2 separate regions of the Rattus norvegicus genome follow, and region 1 is linked to region 2. Evidence: chromatin contacts called from public Hi-C data. All regions are on one chromosome and are shown on one strand. Each heading gives the region's core, a stretch centred on a gene start, on an enhancer-like site or on the middle of the called end of the contact. The rest is flanking DNA. Distances are from core to core; before and after follow the strand shown.

Region 1 (4,133 bases), core at 583-3,082, 130 kb after region 2:
CCCACCCCCCCCACCCCGCTCGAATTACATCCTTTGAGCAATGTAACTGAGGAAGCTCAGTGGGGGCGGGGGTGGGATGTAGCTTACTTAGAAGTGTTCACCTTGGTTGGAGATTTAGCTCAGTGGTAGAGCGCTTGCCTAGGAAGCGCAAGGCCCTGGGTTCGGTCCCCAGCTCCGAAAAAAAGAGCAAAAAAAAAAAAAAAAAAAAAAAAAAAAAAAAAAAAAAAAGAAGTGTTCACCTTACAAGCACAAAACTAAGTTCAGGGTGGTGACCTGGAAGATCAAACTCAAGGCCATCCTTGACTGTAGAGAGTTCAAAGCCAGCCTGGCTGCATGAGACCCAGTCTCCGAAGAAAAATATACAGAATCACAAATGCGGCCACAGTGAAGATACTTAAGAGGCCCATAACCATGTCTTGTGAGTGTATAATGGTTATTCATCTAAATAATGACTAAATTAACGACCTTTCCTTCACTCTGGTTCCTCCTGGTATTATTTTTGTGATGTAAGACTGGTAAGGATTAAGCAATTATCACACTTGAAACACTGTCATGTACATAAACACTATGTGCTACTTAGTACTTTTATGGTGATTTGAATGAGAATGGCTCCCATAGGCTCATATGGTTGAACGTTTGATCCCCACTTGATAGGACTGTTTGGGAGAGATTTTAGAGTAGGCACGGCCTTGTTGGAACAGGTGTGTTGATGGGAGTGGGTTTTGAATTCTTAAAAACCCAAACCAGGCCCAGTTCTCTTCTCTTCTCTCCTCTCCTCTCCTCTCCTCTCCTCTCCTCTCCTCTCCTCTCCTCTCCTCTCCCCTCCCCTCCCCTCCCCTCCCCTCCCCTCCCCTCCCCTCCCCTCCCCTCCCCTCCCCTCCCCTCCCCTCTCCTCTCTCTTCTGTCTGCCTGCTATCTGTGGATCATGATGATGTAAAGCTCTCAACTACTACTCCTGTTTCAGCCTGGGCTATAGAAGAAATTCTATTTCAAAAATTAATTTAATTTAATCAGAGCCTGGAACAGGAATGGTGGCACATGCCTTTAATTTCAGCACTCAAGAGACAGGGGCAGATGGATCTCTGAGTTCAAAGCTAGGGCTATACAGAGAAACCCTGTCTCAAAAAAGAAAAAAGAAAGAAAGAAATTCAAAATCAGAGCCTGAAGGACTGTGAAGGAAAAGAGGGATCCACGGTACTGTACTACACAGAGGAAGAACCAAAGCCAAGTCCAGATGGCCTTCCCTAGTCTCTATGTCTCCTAAAAGTGCACACAGCACTAGGCTCAGCAGCTCAGACTAGGTGTGTGACCGGCCTAGCACACTCTATGGGAACTACACTACCCAGCATGCAACTGGAAAGGAGCGAGATAGGGGGGGCCTTTTGGTCCGGACTAGCGCCCTCACAGGGAGTTTCATTGACTTCTCTGCTCCTTTCTCATTTCTGCCACCTCCCAACTCTTCAGGCCTCGCCCCCATGGAGAGAGGGAGTGACCACGAGGAGGCCCGCGAGATGCTTCCTCCTTTCCTTCTCATTGGTCCAGCTCAGCTGTCATTCGGGAGCGAGGAGAAGTATGCTTCCTGATTGGTGAGTTCCGTTTGGCGCCAACTAGGGAAGGGGCGGGGCGGCGGCTATCCTGAGTGTGCAGCAATTAACGCTAAGGCCACTTTGGTGGTGAGGGAAGTGGAGGTTCCTTTCCTCTGTGCCGGGTACCGAACGAAGAGGAAGGAAAAAGTGAGGAGAGTTAGTCCGGTCGGTGGCCTCAAGACTCTGGCTCCGCGGAGTTTGTTTGGATTTAATCTTGAGGTTGCAGGCGCCCGCCCGCCTACGGGCCTCGCGGGACACAGAGAGAGAAGCACCGGTGCTTGTGCCTGGCGCCTGCCGAGTCCCCGACGCTCGCCCGTCCGCGCCGCTGCCCGTGGCGGCCGCGTCTCTGAACCGCGGGGTCGTGTTTGTGTTTGACCCGCGGGCGCTGGCGGCGTGGCACGCGGCTGAAGCCGGTGCCAGCGGGGCGGGGCCCGGCGCAGCGGAGGCGGAGGAAGACGGAGCGGGAGTCCGGGCAGGCCCGGCGGCGCCATGGAACTGGGCCCGGAGCCCCCCCACCGCCGCCGCCTGCTCTTCACTTGCAGCCCCACTCCTGCGCCGCAGCCCACGGGGAAGGTGCTGTTTGGCGCGTCAGCTGCTGGCGGACTGTCCCCTGTCACCAACCTGACGGTCACCATGGACCAGCTGGAAGGGCTGGGCAGGTGAGAGACTGGCGAGCGATGCCCCAGGCCGCTGGCCTCTGGTCGGCCCTCGGGATGACCTAGCAGGAAGCAGAGTCTGTCCCCCTGGTTCTGGTGCCCGGATCCGGGATGGCCTGGCCAGGGCCCGCCATGTGCACCCTCCCCCCGGGCGGAATGTTGGGCGGGAGAGGCCGTTCGGATAGTCCAGGGCTATCCTCAGCCCGAGCCAGACCGGAGGTCAGGGAAGCCTGCTGGGCATCCTGTCTTGTTCACCCCTTTCAGATTTCAATCTACTCTGTCTCTATTCCAGAAAAGTCTTTGGAATCTACCCTTACGGGGGGAAAATGGCCTTCACTACCACTCTTTGCTGAACCACCCGCGTCGGATCTTAGTTTCCTGTAAGCTTTGTTCCTTCTCAACAAAGGGACATGGCATTTTCTTTTCTTGCATTTGTGCAAAATCTATGCAGCCGCTTGGCCCGCACGTTTCTTATATCTACCCATCTACCTTTTTACAGCTATCACTTTTTAAACTAACTTTTCTACATTGGAAATCTTGGTGGACTTAGTAGCTCTACACCACTACCACTAACAAAAATGCTTTTAGAGAAGTTGCTTTTCCTTCGGTGTTGGGCATCTGGCCTCCTAAACGTGCCTTTCGACTTTTCCAAACCCTGAAAAGCTGGGACTCCTGGCCTAGTCACCTTTGCCCTTATTCCTAGCATGGTACCTCAGACTGAGGCTCTCATTTAAGGAAACAACCCAGCCTTTGCCACAGGCATGTCTTACAATGTGGTCCAAGGCCAAGCCACTCACTCCTTTCTTTGTTTAAATGCCAACTGGGGTATTCTGGGTGGCCAAGTGTGAGTGTGGGGTGTCCTTGGCTTGGTCTCTCAAGATGGTTTGTGGCAGCCTGGCTACTTCATAACCCATCTCCTGTATGTGTCCTTTTAGTCAAATACTAAAAATAGCTCATGTGGAGGTATTTCTCTTGGTTTCAGTGACTATGAGAAACCAATGGACGTGAGAAATAGCAGCAGTCTACAGAGAATGGGCTCCTCTGAATCGACTGATTCAGGTATTGTCATTACTTATGTGTATGTATGTGCTCATGTGTGTAGGTAGGTGTTTAGATCGAAAGGCATCAGAGCTCTGAGGCTGGAGTTACAGGACATTGTGAGCTGCCTGATATGGTTGCTGGGAACTGAATTTGTCCCCTCTATAGGAGCACCAAGTGCTATTAACCACTGAGCCCCTTATTTTTAAAAGTTTAATTAAATCTATTTATTTTGAGACAGGGCCTCACCATGTAGATCACATTGGCCTCTTGCCTCTTGAGTGCTGTGGTTAAAGGCATGGGCCACCATCCCCCTGACCAATCCAGGCATTTGTTCAGCCTTCACCATTCATTCATCTGGAGTCAGCCATTCTGGAAGTGTCTTGCCTAGGAATTTAATTGGTAACAGTATACATAGAAATTATGATGTGGAGTGACAAACACCCTTCCTTCAGAGGGAAGGAGGGAGCTCCTGAGACAGTTTATGGAGAGAAAAGAGTGCGGAGTCTTCCATGTCTTTAAGTGTGTGCTTTTCTATGTGTGGATGTTGGCTTGCATGCTTCTCCTGTGTGCACACGGTGTGTACTTTCCTTGAAGGCCAGGAGAGGGTGTCATTTGCTGGAGCCGAGTTAACGGGCATTAGCCTGTGTGGTTGCTGGGAATTGAACTCAGGTCCTCTATGAGAGAGCAGTTGTGCTCTTCTGAACCATCTTTCCAAGACTGTTTTTTTTTAAGATACAATTTCACAGTATACACCAGATGGGCCTCTTGGAACTGAACTTAGCTGGTTGTATTTTTCATACCCCTAAGTGAAGTATATTTGGGGGGGGGGAGCTCCACAAAAAGATTTAGG
Region 2 (4,644 bases), core at 268-2,767:
CTGGCACAGACTCTCAGTTATCTAGGTGAAGGCAGGAGAATCCAGAGTTCAAGGCCAGTCTCAGAAATTTATAATAAATGACTTGTCTAGCAATTAACAAACAAAATAAAAAGGGGGGTAGAGAGATAGCTCAGCACTTAAGAGCACTGGCTGCTCTTCCAGGGAGCTGGGTTTAATTTCCAGCTTACAAGCATCTGTAACTACAGTTCCAGATTTGACCCTTGTCTGGTCTCTCAGGGCACTGGACACATGTTACACAGAAATGCATGCATAAAAAACACCCATACGCGGGGCTGGGGATTTAGCTCAGTGGTAGAGCGCTTACCTAGGAAGCGCAAGGCCCTGGGTTCAGTCCCCAGCTCCGAAAAAAAGAACCAAAAAAAAAAAAAAAAAAAACCACCCATACGCTTAAATACAAAAATTAAAACTTTTCTTAATGCGATATTAAGATTCTTGGACCTGTGGTTCACTCCTAAGAGGGGAAATTGCCGGCAAAGTTATTATTGTAAAAAGGCACAGAGGGCGCATGGTGTATGGGGTACAGCTCAAGAAGGAGTGTGTTTGCCTTGCACACACGAGTTTGCTTCCCGGTATAGTCCAAAACAAAACAGCACCCAGAGCAAAACACATGTTAAGGAGCCTGGACTTTAAGTCTAGATAGTACCCAAAGGTGATTCAGGACTCATTATCATTACAGATAACGCGACCAGCAAGTACAAAAGCTCTTGTTCTAATGTTAACTATAAAGAAGCAGTAAATTACTAATTTGGAGCCAGAACTAGTTGGACGATACTTAGCTACATGTATCTGTCTGGCACACGTGGTGTTTCCATTTCTGTAGCTTCTCCATGAACTGGAAACCCAAGACTGTCTTGAGAGGCAGAAGATTTCACTTCTGGCCACGTTTCCATTTCCGCCCCTTCGAACTGCACAAACCCAAGGCCAAGGTCACCATCGACCCCCGGAGCAGATCTAGCCTGCCCTCGTACACCTACAACCGGCTCGATCTTCACTTACCCAGGGGACCCTTCCCCGCGGCCTTGGCTTTTAGCTCCTCGAGTTTCTTCTGTTCCTCCTTTTGTTTCTGCTTGAAAGCCTTATCTTCCTGCAGAGAGGCAGAGCAGGTTCACTCCAGCCCTATCGCCCATTCCCTCAGCGCCCGCCCGCGCCTCCGCTCCCGTCCTTACCTCGTCCATCTCCTTGGCCTGCTTCTTGGGCTGTTTCAGGGGCTTCTTTTTGCCACCTGTGGGCGACACGAGCATGCTCGGCCCATCCCCGCCATCCATCGCCCTTCCATTTCCCCCCCCCCCCCGTTCATCTGTGCCCCCATCCCCAAACAACCTTACCTTCGCGGCCCGACATGGCGCCTCCTGCCCCTTCACCAGACCCTGATCCTAAGCCGGAAACGGGGCTTACAGCCTGTGCCTATGCCGCGCCTATGCCGCACCTATGCGTGGCTCCTGATTGGCCGCTAGACAGGAAGTTGCCCTCACGTATTTTAAAGGATTCGCCCTCCAGGGGCGGGTGCTGGCCGGTCAGGGGTCAATTGAGTGGCAGACGCGGGGCTTACTGCTGGAGCCTAATAAGCTTAGTCTCTTCAGGTACGGGGCGGGAGGCTCCTTCTGCCTAGGTCAATTCGAAAACGTGGGGGTGGGGGAGCGTGTCTGGTCATAAAGCTGGTAATCCCACACAGAAAGAAAGCATTGCAGGTCGGGGGGAGGGTACATGCAAAGTGCCTTTCCGGAACCAAGGAAAGCACAGGTGGCTGGCACGAGATAGGATGGGAGATGACAGAAGTGGGTAGTGGCCACTATCGCCCAGTCCTCAGCTTCAGAAGCCGCGGGGAAAAGTTCGCACTTTATGAAATAATGAGTGCAACTGTTTGCAAATTCTTTCTTCTAGCTCATTGTCTTGTTGATTATGTACTTTATATAGATAAATAGTAACTCTGAACTGAGGATTGAGGAAAGCTGACACTGTAGCAAGACAAACCTACAGCAAAGCAGATAAGTAAAATACGCATCCCAGGTTATGTGACCTGTGTGGGGAGAAAAAAAATAAACAGAAAGTGGTTACGGAATGCTCCTTTGGTGGGATGTCAATTTTTGATAGGGTCGTTAGATAAGAACTCTCCAGGGTCCATTTGAGTAGGACTTGAGGAAGGTCAGGGAGCCAGCTCTAAACAGGGAACAGCTAGGCAGTGCCAAGGCCCTGGGTGGAAAGTGGCCTCGTGTGTTCCAGTCCTTCATATGATTGGAAGGAGTGAGGAACCAGCTGAAAGTGCAGTCAGAGAGGAATGAAAGTCATGGAGAAGACATTGGCTTTTGCCTTGAAGGAACTGCGGGACTGTTGGAGGGGTTGACATGGAGTTCTCTGTGTATTTGAAAGATCATTGCAGCTCTGTTGTTGACCTCAGAGCTGGAATGGAGAAGCACAGGGACCTGTCAGGTGAGTGAGAGGTAGTCTAACCATGGTATGCTGGTCATCGAGACCACTCTGCATCCCTGACAGAGATAGAGAGGGAGGGCTCCTAGGTTTAGAAAGTCAATGGGATTTTGCTAGTAGATTGGATTTGAGATAGGAGAGAAAAGGGGAATTAGGGCGATGTGAGGTTGTCAGCTTATCATTCGTACCTGAGTTACCATTAACCACAGTGGGGGTTAAGATAGATTACTATTAGGTTTCAAGCGGTGATATGGGTTGAACAGTTAGATAGTATAAAATCCCGAAGAGAAGCTTTGGCTGAAGAAGTAACAGGGGTGTGTGTGTGTGTGTGTGTGTGTGTGTGTGTGTGTGTGTGTTTCTGTGTGTGTGTGTGAATGAATGTATGCACTAGGGATTGAACCCAGGGCCTATGCATGTTAGACAAGTGCTGTATAATTGCACTATTAGACAGCCCAGTTTTTGAGAAAAAAGTCTAATTATGAGAGAGAGAGAGAGAGGAGAGAGAGAGAGAGAACACGTGTTCAAAGGCCAGAGCCATCAGGCGCCCCAGAACCGGAGTTACAGGCAATTGTGAGTTGCCTAATGTAAGTGCTAGGAGCCAAACTAATTTATATGCCTTCTTAGCCTCTGAACCATCTCTCCAGCCCAGCTATTATTTTTTTAATAACAGGTTTACTGATATAAGCTTACTATATAATTTAGCTATTTAACTTGTATAATTCAGTGATTCTAATAAATCAAAGATTATACAAATATTACTACAACCAGTTATAGAAGTATTTCCTCCTGCTCTCTCTGGGTTTGAAATAGAGATTCACTCACTCTGTAGACTGGGCTAGCCTGGGACTTGTGGAAGTCTTCCTGCCCAGCCTCCCAAGTGTGGGGATTGCAGGTTTGAGCACCACGTTGAGTAGGCTGAGTCCTTTCACTTTTCTCCCCAGTGCTGGGGATCAAGCCCAGGGCCTCCCTGATACTGTACCATGTACCTATGTCCCTAGCCCTATGGGTTTTTCTTTTTTGTAATTTTTATGCATTTGTCTGTGTGCCTGCTTGTCCATCCATGTACCATATGCATGAAGTGCCTATGGAAACTAGAAGAGGGAATTGGATCCCCTAGAGCTGGTGGTTGTGATGTGTGTCCTGGGAACTAAACCCTGGACCTCTGAAAGCAGCAATTGCTCTTAACCTCTGTGTCATCTCTCCAGCCCCAAAACCAGGTTTTTGAGGGGTTTTTTTTTTGTTGTTTTTTGGTTTTTTTGGCTTTTTGTGGTTTGGGTTTTTTTTGTTTGTTTGTTTGTTTTTTGTTTTGTTTTGTTTTGTTTTTTGAGATGGTGGCTTACTATGTAGGACTGGTTAGCCTAGAACTCATAGAGATCTGCCTGCTTCTGCCTTCTGAGTACTTGGGTTAAAGGAAGGTACCACCATAACCAGTTATAAAGTAAACTATTTAAAAATATGTTCTATTTTGTTGATTGATTGATTGGTTGGTTGGTTTTCTGAGACAGGGTCCTTGGCTCACCTGGAACTTACTATGTAGACCAGCCTGGCCTTGAACTCTCAGAGCTCCACCAGCCTCTGCTTTCTGTGTGCTGGGATTAAAGACGTGCACCAATACTCCTAGCCCTTACATTGTATTTTAGTTACCTGTGCTTGTGAGTCTATGGAGGAATGTGACTGTAAATGCAGTTGTCCATGGAGGCCAGAAGGGGGCGGCGAGTCCCTGTTACTGATGTTATAGGTGGTGCAAGCATGGATCTGCATACTGGGAACCAAACTTCGTTTCCCCACCACGAAGCCATCTCAGCCCCTCCAGCATTTTCTGTCCAGACGGCTGCATGAGAGGGGAATCCGAGCACTGCATCTTGGGCTGCAGAAGTGTCTGGCGGTTAGGGAGAGGAGAGCAAATGAAAGCCAAGTAAAGATGACCTTTGAAGGGAGAGGGGCTATCTCAGTGCACAGGCTTTGAAGGAAGACGGAGCTATCTCAGTGCACAGGCTTTGAAGGAAGAGGGGGCTATCTCAGTGCACAGGCTTTGAAGGAAGAGGGGGCTATCTCAGTGCACAGGCTTTGAAGGGAGAGGGGCTATCTCAGTGCACAGGCTTTGCAGGAAGAGGGGGCTATCTCAGTGCACAGGCTTTGAAGGAAGAGGGGGCTATCTCAGTGCACAGGCTTTGAAGGAAGAGGGGGCTATCTCAGTGC

What was found. Hi-C and Micro-C count contacts between places; a contact is called where the count stands out from the background.
Region 1: a Hi-C map of frontal cortex shows a contact between it and region 2, with 1.7 times the contacts expected there. The contact joins the promoter of Cdc25a here to the promoter of Ccdc51 in region 2. A contact is called at or near these places in 6 of 12 Hi-C or Micro-C datasets (the A7r5 cell line, Schwann cells, frontal cortex and 3 more) and 1 of 1 datasets of contacts at active chromatin or transcription factors (oligodendrocytes).

Annotation. Positions count from the first base shown.
Region 1 is chr8:118,741,216-118,745,348 of GRCr8, forward strand. It overlaps Cdc25a (cell division cycle 25A), which reads left to right and starts at 1,833. Exons shown (of 15, transcript NM_133571.2): 1 at 1,833-2,245; 2 at 3,225-3,301. The coding sequence starts at 2,076.
Region 2 is chr8:118,607,939-118,612,582 of GRCr8, forward strand. Ccdc51 (coiled-coil domain containing 51) reads left to right here and starts at 1,518. Exons shown (of 4, transcript NM_001014098.2): 1 at 1,518-1,601. Tma7 (translation machinery associated 7 homolog) reads right to left here and starts at 1,430. Exons shown (of 4, transcript NM_001126048.2): 1 at 1,347-1,430; 2 at 1,188-1,243; 3 at 1,018-1,105. The coding sequence starts at 1,362.